2 separate regions of the Canis lupus genome follow, and region 1 is linked to region 2. The links are chromatin contacts, called in public Hi-C maps. All regions are on one chromosome and are shown on one strand. Each heading gives the region's core, a stretch centred on a gene start, on an enhancer-like site or on the middle of the called end of the contact. The rest is flanking DNA. Distances are from core to core; before and after follow the strand shown. Region 1 overlaps LMF1 (lipase maturation factor 1). Region 2 holds the start of LMF1 (lipase maturation factor 1).

The links. Hi-C and Micro-C count contacts between places; a contact is called where the count stands out from the background.
Region 1: a Hi-C map of blood shows a contact between it and region 2, with 1.6 times the contacts expected there. The contact joins the enhancer-like site here to the promoter of LMF1 in region 2.

What each region holds. Positions count from the first base shown.
Region 1 is chr6:40,194,454-40,199,284 of UU_Cfam_GSD_1.0, forward strand. All of the region lies in intron 3 of LMF1 (lipase maturation factor 1), which reads left to right. Among named protein-coding and RNA genes, the nearest start is that of MIR8877, 27 kb to the right of the region's middle. Within about 2 kb of position 2,253, at least 4 of the 20 cell types and tissues checked have an H3K27ac peak or open chromatin away from gene starts, as enhancers often do. A contact at or near this core is called in blood, where this site is marked.
Region 2 is chr6:40,152,186-40,157,645 of UU_Cfam_GSD_1.0, forward strand. It overlaps LMF1 (lipase maturation factor 1), which reads left to right and starts at 1,986. Exons shown (of 11, transcript XM_038540861.1): 1 at 1,986-2,191. The coding sequence starts at 2,020. LOC119876375 (a long non-coding RNA gene) reads right to left here and starts at 1,637. Exons shown (of 3, transcript XR_005360990.1): 1 at 1-1,637.

The DNA of each region.
Region 1 (4,831 bases), core at 1,003-3,502, 43 kb after region 2:
TTAATCTCTTCATCTCTCTATGCGTCTATTGTTCCATCATATATTTTGACGCATTTTGAAGTTAATGTCACATATCCGTGAACTTCAGTATGCAGGTCATTAACTAGAGCTCAGTGCGTGCTCAGGTTTTTCTCCCTCCGACAAGGAATCCATGCACAATGAGATGCTCCGGTCTTAAGTATAGAGTTTTAGAGTTTGACAAATGCATGCACCCGTGCAATCCAAATCCCCATCATTCCCATTTATGCAAAGGTAGGACTCTCATCTGCTCCGAGACTGAGCCTGGGTAGGAATTTATGGGACTTTGTGGCTCCACCAGGAGGGAAGTCCTGCTCAGTTGGCAGCTCTCTGCAGACAGCTGTGTCTTGTTTGTCCCATACTCGGGATCCTTGATTCCAGTGGCCCGTGCTGAAGGGCCATCGTGAACGGTGAACAACAGCTGGAGGACTCGGCAGGTCTGAAAAATGAAATCAAAATAAGTCAAATGAAAGCAGGTCTTCGGTGGTGACTATCGGGGAGACTTCTGTGCACTGAGGCTGCAGCATCTTCTGTAATGAGTGATGGGTCTTTCCACCTCTCTGTTGTTAGTAACGTAAGGCACAGACGTCACGTTCTTACCACTTTATGTCCAAAAGAAAATGGCTTGTGTTCCCGGCTCCTTTGCAGCACAGCCTGTGCTGGCGAGCCACCTTCCGCCCTTGTGATGCTCCTGCTGGTGGGGGTCAGTGCTTCTTCCTTTCACACCTGTGCTGGAACTGCCGGTGCTTGATCTCCTCAGATCTTTGTGTCAACATCCTCTCTGAAAGCTTACGGACTCTTGGTTCTGTTTGATCTCAGACCAGATCGTTGCATGAGGTGGAAGACTCTGCGTTGGGTTCTCTGCTTCCCACCTCCGTCGTTTCTGACAAGAAGTCAGCTCTCATTCGTCCTCTCATTTCTCCAAATGTCAGGCTGCCTTTTTCTCTGACTGCTTGGGAGGTTTTGTCCTTGGATTATCACAGTTTGTAGTGGGCTTCTTTGTGGCCTTTTTTGGATACTATCTTATGATTCTCTAAGGTTCTTGAACTTGTAACATGTCTTTTACCAAGTCTGATCATTTTTGCCAATATATTTTAGGGTTTTTTTTTTTCTGCCCATTTCTCTCCTCCTAAGATTCCAGTTACATGTATGTAGGACTTTTTGATGATGCCCCACCAGTTCCTGAGAGTCTGTTCTTTTGTTATTCAGTCTTTTAAAAAAAAAATTAGTAGGGGCACCTGGGTTTCTAGGGATGCCTGCGGGGCTCAGTCAGTTAAGTGTCCCACTGTTGCTTCCTGCTCAGGTCATGATCTCAGGGCCTGGGATCTAGCATCAGGCTGTGGGCTCAGCGTGGAGTCAGCTTGAGATTTTCTCTGCCCCCTCGCCCCCACCCACTCATATGTGCTCTCTTCCTACAATAAATAAATCTTTTTAAAAAATCGTTATTGAAAAAAAATCTGTTATTCATATTGAATAACTTCAGTTGAGCTATTTTCAGGTTCACCACCTTTTTGTTCTCTGTCCTCCCAACTGCTATTACATTAATCTAGTAAAATTTTAATTTCAGGTATTTTCCTTTCCAATTCTAGAATTTGCTTGGTTCTTTTTTTATGCTTCTGTTTCTCTGCCCAGTTTCCCTATCTCTTTATGCCTTATGGGCATGTTTTCCTTTGTATCCTTGAACACACTTACATGGAGCCTCACTGTGTGCTCGTGGAGCTTGCATTCTGGGCGCAGCGTGAACAGAGAAGGGGAACAGAGAAGGGGAAGAAGCGAGATATGCTGTCTGTGGCGTGGCGAGTGTGCTGTTCGGTACGTTAGGCTGGGATGGGCTCGGGCCCACCTGTAAATGTTACGTCCTGGGAGGGCCTCCCTGAGAAGGTGGTGTGTGAGCACTGGGTACAGAGACCCAAGACAGGAGGCCTGGGGTGCGGTGGAGGCGGAGGTAAGGCAGCCAGCGGATGCCAGGTAGCTCGGCCCTCCCTGCGGGCCTCTGTGGGCCTCTCGGGTGTTTTCCTGTGATGACACACATCGGAAACCAATGTGAGCTGAAACCCTCCCTCCACTGCACACTGATCCTTCCTAACAACAAAGCATTTCTGGAAACATGCCCTGCGGGCATCGAGGCATGTGCTGCCTGGGGCTGGCCCTCCCATCGGCAAAGCACCGCCCTAGGCTTCTTCAGGCACCACTGCTGAGTGGTGCCGGCTGCCACCGTGCCCACTGGGTCCCTATTCTGGGACCGACACCTGTCCCCATGCAGAGAACATGCTGCCCACAGTCAGGTCTCTGTGGTGGGGAGGCTGTGCCTCAGTGGCCATCCTGGCTTCTAGACTCAGGAGTGCCCGTCACCCCACCAGAGGGCCAGAAACCATTCCCTTTCCAAGGGGTGTGAAGCTGGTCCTGACGTGTGTGGGAAAGGCAGGAGGAAGCCTGGTGTGCCCCCCGCAGCGACCCCCCAGTGGAGACCATGTCTGTGTGGGGTGAGGCTGCAGGGCCGCCCTGACCTCTGACCTGGGCGCGTGCCCTCCTACTTTTCAGATGAGCCGAACCTCCCCATTGTTTCTGATGAGCGTGTGTGTCAAACTGGACGTGCGAGCCTTGCGCATCAGCCAGGCCCTGTGCTCCTTCAGGTGACAAGGCGGTGCCCGTCAGCAGCATCAGGGAGGCCCAGAAACCGTGTTCACTGAGCACGTGGAAGACCCAGGACAGTAGAAAGTGACCCAGGTCGTTCTCCAGAACCGGTGGGAGGAGGGGGCCCTGCTGCGTGTGCACACAGGCAGGAGCTCAGCTGCGGTGCTGGCGGGAGGCCCTCCACGCAGGGCCCAGGCCCACACGGGTGCTCTGAGCAAATGTGCCGCCCGGGGTTGACGGGAGCAGAGTCCACAGCTACCCCACGCGCCTGAGCCAGCACTCCTGGCTCCCTGCGGCCAGGGGGCCCTCCAGGACACCCCTGTTGTCAGCCGCAGAGCAGCACTGACCGGCACGTCTTCAGGATTCCAGCAAGTTACTGCGAGACAAGCTTCGGTTAATTTTCATGCACAGGAAACAAAAGCCAAAGAAATGGTAATTATCGTGCCCTTCAGCCTGATATATGTTAAATACTTGGAATATATTAATCCTAAGAAATCTCTGTTGCTAGATCTAATTTCCGTCGACAGGAAGCATTTTCCTCTTTATCCAGAACCAGTAAAGCTAGCTGAGGTCATTACCGTGAGTTTTGGTTTTGGGGCTAGCTGGTGACACCTGCATAGATCTGAGCAGCAGGGGACACCTGGGGCTAGGAAGTCTGGTTGCCGTGGTAACTGAGTGTTAGCACCGTGACAAGTGCAGTGGACGGAGGGTTGCTGTGTGGGCGTGCGGGTTACACAGGTCACTTCCTGCTCCCTGCAGCGCCCAAGGACATCCTGACAGCACAGAGTAGCAGTCCTCTAAACGATTCATAATTGGGAGCGTGCAGTTTAAAATGATTTAAGGTGTGAAGCTTTTAACCAACTCTTTCAAAAGTATCTATTTGCCAGAAAATTCACTGCTGTTCACGCAGTGATCAGACTTAAGTCCTACATGTGAAAGGTGGCATCCCTGGTTTGCCTCTCCTTTCAGAGATTAGGCTTCGTCTCGTGGACGAGAGCGCCACAGGTGCACGTCCTCCTGCCCAGTCCAGGCTGGCTGCGGAGGGTTCTTGGGCGGGTCCAGCTCCACGCAGGCCCTGGGGGCCAGGGCTGGGAGGGCAGGAGTGTGGCCCCATCTCTGGGGAGAGGCTGGCATCAGTACCACCCGTTCCCGAGGAGAAAGGACTGTCCCCATCTGTCCCGAGGGCAAGGTCAGCTCTGCCAGCCCCTGAGACAGCCAGAGGGCTTGCGTGGGCCGGGCCCCCCAAACAGGCCCACTGTACCTGCTGGCATGGTGGGCGGCACAGGGGGGCACGGGGCGGGGTGAGAGGCGTTGGCACCTGTGAGGGGCACGGTCACCCCAGAACTGTGTCTGGTGCACTCATCCTCACGGCACGAAAAGGGCCCCTGGTGCCATGTCAGCAACTGTGCAAAACAAACTGCCAGGCTGCGTCGTGGCTTCCCATCCGGCACAGGACCCGGGAGGATGAAGAAAGCGACTTTGAAGAGCTCCGCGCGCTCTCCAGTTGCCGTTGGGAGCCCCAGGCGGCCGCGGGTGGGGCCGCCCCACACAGGAGTGACAGCCCGTCAGAGGGGAGGCATCTTTCTCCTTTTTCCTGGTTTCTAACCTGAAGCTAATGGGTTTCCTGCTCCTCATGTGGATGGTGGCTGTCACTCTTGAAGGATCCATAGGTGCCACGCTTCATCATTCTAAGTAGCAGTAATGATGTGCAGGAAGGTGATGAGCCCTCGGTTGGCACGGTCTCTCCAGAGCGGCCGTCTGCGCGGCTTCCACCTCCAAAGCGTTGTCTTAGGTGATGTTTTTCTCCTGGGTCAGAAGCGGCCTCCTTTGTGGACCGTGATCCAAGGAGCCTCCGCAGAGGCCTGGCGTAGGCCTCCCGTCTGAGCCACCCCGTCCCGGGAAGACAGACCACAGAGGGGCAGCCAGGGCCCCCCACCCCGCGCTGCTCTCAAGGTGCCATGACCTTGGGCCACGTGCCCCAGGCCCAGCTCAGGCCTCTTGGTGCATTTTCTGGATGTTTAACAGACGAGCGTCTACACTGTCCGTGTGTCTCTAAGTAGAATAAAAACGTAAGCACCACTTCTATGTTCGCTTTATTTAGGGAGCAGGTGCCCCGAGCTGAGCCAGGGGCCAAGTGGGGCCAGGAGACCGAGGTCCACCCTCAGCATGTTTATGGGGT
Region 2 (5,460 bases), core at 736-3,235:
GCTGATCCGGAACGTGTCATGTACATGGAATCCGACGTGTAGCCCGTGCGCCTGGTTCTCCCACTTTGCATGATGTTTGTGAGGTTCCTCTATCTTGTAGCAGGTGTCAACACCTCACTCCTCCTTACTGCTGAGTTACAGACTCGTGTGCTTCTGGTTCAATTTGGGTGCACATAGGCAAGCGCCGAGCCACCGGCCAGGCTTTCCGCGGCCCAAGCCCCGCTCCGCAAGGTCCGCTCCCGCGTGGGTGGGTTCTGGACCCTCGGACTCACCGGACCTCTGCAGTCCACTCCCAGGAAGGCGGGTCCCGGAGGAAGTGTAAGAACCCGAGCTCCCAGTGGACCTCTCTGATGGCCTCGCCCACCCTGGGTAAACCCGGAGAGGGAGACTGGAGCCCAGCGAGCTGGATGCTGGACAAGGACGCCTTTCTGCTCTCCACAATGCCCCATTGTGCCCTCCTCTGGGGAGAACAATGCAACCCGGGCCAGGGGAAGCTGAGGACAAAGGGCTCTTTGTCAGGACCGTCCCCACCTGAAAAGCAGCGCCCTGGGTCACACCTGATGGCGGAGCTGTCCTTCCGTGCTGTGCCCTGAGCACCTCCTGTATCCAGGGGACGCATGGAAGCTCGGGTGGGCTTGGGCTGAGGGGCACTGGATCCTCCGCTTGGACCAGACAGCCGTGCTGGCTCATCCCTAATGCAGCCCCCGGGCCCTGGAGACGAGGTGCAGAATGTAGGTTTGCTGGAAGGACCTGGAAGCATGGCCAGGACGGACTGTCCCCTGACCTCCCCGCCCCCGGAGGCGGGGAGGCCTCGGGCACAGGCTTCCCTGCTGGGGGCTCACCAGGGTGCAATGTCTGTGCCCCCCCACTGCCGATCTTTTACATGTCCCACTTTACAGCTGGGCTCTGAAAGGAGAGTTTTCACAAGAAAAAAAAAGGGGGCACTTTTTAAAAACTCACAGTATAGGATGCACATCTGCTATCACCCAACAGCTGGAGGCTGAAGAAGTGTTCCAGCAGTTGCTGGCCTGGCCTAGATTGGGGGGGGGGGGCAAGTCCAGAGCCAGTCCCTGCCTTTATAGAGCTCACGCTGCAGGTGGTAAAGATATAATTAAACAAGACTGATCATTTGACCCACAAGTATTAATAATTTAGATGTCAGAACACTCCGCACAAGATGTCAAAAGCGAACAAAAAACTCGGGACAAACATTTGCAATATGCACACAAGAATAGGATCTGTAATATGTAAAGAGCTGTGAAGAATAAAAAAGAAAACCCACACCCACCTCAGTGATTTGCTTCCAAGGACCAGTTTGCCCACTAACCGCCTTCCTTTAAGGAGTGCCCATGAGCCCACCCACTGGGCGCCACCTGTCCTGAGCGGTGCCTGGGTGGAGTTGCTGATGTTGTCACCAGGTTCAGCGGGGCCACAGGTGGGTAAGTTCTTTCCTGGGGACCCTCAATGCACCACCCTCCCCCAGGCCTGGAGGTGCGGTCTGGAGAGGGGTGGGAGTCCTGCCCAAGCCGACGGACCTGGCTGATTTCAGGCCCCTGGCTAGCCGTGTGGCTGACACCCCGACACCCTCCCCGGACAGGAGGTGAGGGCGTGGTAAGGGGACACCCGGGGACCCCGGCCGCGCCGTGAGCCGGCTCTGCTCCAGCCCTGCCTCTGCTGGAGCGCGGCTCCCGGCTGCGCACACGGACGCTGAGCGGGCCCACCGCGGTCCCGGCCCACCCAAGGGAGGGCGCAGGCGGGCAGCCGCCCAGGTGCTTACGCGGCCCCGGTGACGGAAGAGCCGAGGCCCGCGCGGTGCAGCGGGAGCCCGGGGAGGACCTCCCGTCGCCCTCCCGGCGGCAGCACCACGCGCGGCCTGCGGGGGGCGCCCGCGCGCCCGCACTAGAGCGCGCTCCCCGCCCGGGGCGTGGCCAGTCGGGGGGCCGTGGCCAGGCTCCCGCTCGGGGCGGGGCGTCCGGGCGCGGGGCGCTCCCGGCGCATGCGCACTGGTGGCCCCCCGCAATGGCGGCGCCCGAGGAGTCGCTGAGGAAGCGGAAGGCCGGGAAGGCGGGCGGCGGGCCTGGGTCTCCGCCGGGGCCGGGGCTCGACCCCACGGGCTGCTCGGCCGGCCTCCGGGCGGGCACTTTCTGGCTGACTAGGATCGTGCTCTTGAGGGCCCTCGCTTTCATTTACTGTGAGTCCGGGGGCCCGGGGCTCCGTCGCTGCTGCCCTCGCCTCCGGGTCTCCCCGCGGGACGCGCCCCCGGGACTCCTGGCCTCGCCCCGCCTCCGGTCCACACCCACCCTGCCCCACGGCGCCCCGCGGCCCCACGTGCCCCTGGCCGGGACGCTGCCCCCCGGAACGCGCCTTCCCATGGGGGCGCCCCTCCCCCCCGACGCTCACCCCCAACCCCCTGAGACGCTCACCCCCTCCCCCGGGATGCTCCACCCTGCCCCCCCCCGACGCTCCCCCCGGACGCTCCCCCCGTCCCCTGGGATGCCGCCGGCCCCCCCCCGCCCCCCGACGCTCCACACCCCCGTCCCCCCGACGCTCCCCCTCCCCCCCACGCTCCTCCCATGCTTGCCCCTCCACGCTTCCCCCCTCCTCCAGACGCTCCCCCCAACCCCCTGAGACGCTCACCCCCTCCCCCGGGACGCTTCCCCCCCCTCGACGCTCCCCCTAACCCCCTGAGACGCTCACCCCCTCCCCCGGGATGCTCCACCCTGCCCGCCCCCCCGCCCCCCCGACGCTCCCCCCGGGACGCTCCCCGCCCCCACGTCCCCTGGGATGCTGCCCCCCCCCCACGCTCCACACCCCCGTCCCCCCGACGCTCCTCCCCCCACGCTCCTCCCATGCTTGCCCCTCCACGCTTCCCCCCTCCTCCAGACGCTCCCCCCAACCCCCTGAGACGCTGATGCTCCCCCCCACGCTCCTCTTACCCCCAGACACTTCCCCCGACGCTCCCCCTTCCCCAAGACGCTCCCCCCTCCCCCGGGACGCTCTCCCCCCACGCTCCCCCTCCCCCCCCACACTCCCTCCTCCCCTGAGACGCTCTCCCCCACGCTCCCCCTCCCCCGGGACGCTCCCCCCACACACACACACTCCCCCACGCTCCTCCCTGGGACTCTCGCCCCCCTGGGACGCTCACCCCTGCCCCTCTGGGACTCTTACCCCCTGTGCCCTCCTGGGACGCCCCCCCAAGGAGTCCCTTGTCCTGGGGATGGCCGGCCTCAGAGGACGCATCCCCCTAGACCCCCCCCTTGGTACTCTACCCCCCTATCGTCCCTCCCCCGGGACCCTCATCCCGAAACCCCTTCTTCCGGGACATTTGCCCTGCCCAACGCTCCTGCCCTCAACTGGCTCTGGGTGCCCCCCTGCGCTTGCCCCCCCTCGCCCCTCGCAGGGCCCCCTCCTTTCAGGAGGATACCCAGTGGAGTGTGTCTCCCTCTCTTCTTCCCGCTGGGTGGGCTGAGGTCTGGAGCAGCGGGGGTGGGGGACGAGGGTGCTGGCAGGTGCCTTCCCCACCCATGCTGGTGGGCCTCCACGGGCCTGGGCGCTGGGCATCTCAGCTGTGCCTCAAGCTCTCCCCTCCCGGAGGAAGAGGCAGTGTCCTTGAGCCAGGACCAAGCTGGCTTTTGTGTGTCCTGCCTCAGGGGGGCGACCCAGGGCCCTGGGGTCACCTGTGTGGGCTCTCCTGGTACCTCCCTGCCCTCTGTCCCTGTAAAAATAGTTCCTGGCTGCATGGCAGGAGCCTCCACAGTTTTAAATAGCCATCCTGAGTGGTTGAGCGAGCTGTCACTTGGCAGAAGGCAGCGGAGACAGGGTTGCCCCGGAGGTCTGCGTGGACTGTTGAGGGGGCAGCAGCCAGGCGCCTCCCTGGCAAGCACGGCTAACAGCAGCCTCAGGCTCTGGGGGAGCGGGGATCCCCTGTTCAAGTTGGGATGGTTCTGGCTGCTGGGTCAGGCACATGTCTTAGGGCGCTGAGCGCAGAGCCACCTGCCTTGAGACGTGTGTTTTCTCCCTGGCTTCTCTCTGTTTGGGGTAGACTCCGTGTTTTCGGCTGTGTGAAGGCCTCGTTTCCCATCGTCCTGGGAGGATGTTCTCTGGCCGAGATGGCCCTGGGCAAGTGGGCACACATCCTGCCGTGGTCTCTGCCTAGAGAGTCCAGATCATTCTGGTAACAGGAGCTACATCAGAGTTTCTGAAGTCCCAGGGTTTTTCATGATGCCAACGGGGGCTGCCCACGTGTCACTTGATGATGAATTTTAGAGTTGTCCTTGCGGACTCCCGACCCCACCACAGGCTGCACGGGGAGCCCCTGCCCTGGGCTTCATCCTCTGCATGGTTAAGAGAGTTCCTACAACAGATGTTGCTGTCCGTGTACCTGTTGGCACACCTGTGAGCGTGCAGCTGCCTCAGGGTTCTGTGCGTGCTGCTACCCTCCGCCTAGGGGCAGCTCCTGCTTCAGAAAACTTCCCGGACTTCTTGCTGATAGTCTTCATTGTCGCTCTTTGTCCCCATGGGATGCTCTTCCACTGTGTCTCCCTTCCATCCCCCCGTGCCCCACTCCCAGCCCCTTGGTGTGGACTCTCAGGACACAGACGGCCCACGCAAGAGGACCCTGATCCTCTCGGGCTGTAGTCACAGTTCCTCAGGTCTCACGTCACTGTCTGGTGTTCTTTTGTTCTCTCTTTGCTGGGATTTATCCCCAAACAACTTTCAAGAAAGAATTTGGAGGTGAACTTCCTGTGTTTCTCTTGCACCCGTGGGAATTACTGATTTTCTTGAGTCTTTTTTTTTTTTTTTTAAGATTTTATTTATTTATGAGAGACACAGAAAGAAAGAGAGAGAGAGGCAGAGACAGGCAGAGGGAGAAGCAGGCTCTATGCAGGGAGCCTGACGCGGGACTGGATCCTGGTCACACCCTGGGCCGAAGGCAGCGCTAAACCGCTGAGCCACCCGGGCTGCCCTGATTTGCTTGGGTCTTAGTCTCAGTCAAAGCAGGTTTTCTCAGAACTTTTTGGGTTGATGATGAGAAGTCGTCACACAGCCTGACCCCTGCTGCTCCCCAGATGCCTAAACAGAAACACATCCGTTTGTCTCCGTGTATACTCTGGCATCAAACGTGTGTGGCGGGGTTTTCGCCAGAAGCAGTCCTGACACTGTGTGCCCGGCTCAAGGGCAGGCCCTCGGGCTGAGGGCCCTCCCACGAGCCCGCCCCCACCTCAGAATGCCATCCACAGGTCCAGGCTGTCAGCCGTGCTGCTGGCCCCCCAGCTGTAAGTCGGGGTTCTCACGACCCCTTCCTGGACCCGTAATTTGCTGGGACGGCTCACTTAGGTTTCGGGGGAACACCTCACTTAGGTTTTCTGGTTCATCATCAAGGGGGTCGACTTGGGAACAGCAGATGAAAGACACCCATGGGGGGGTGGGGAAGGGGCGCCGAGCTTCCAGGCCCTGCCC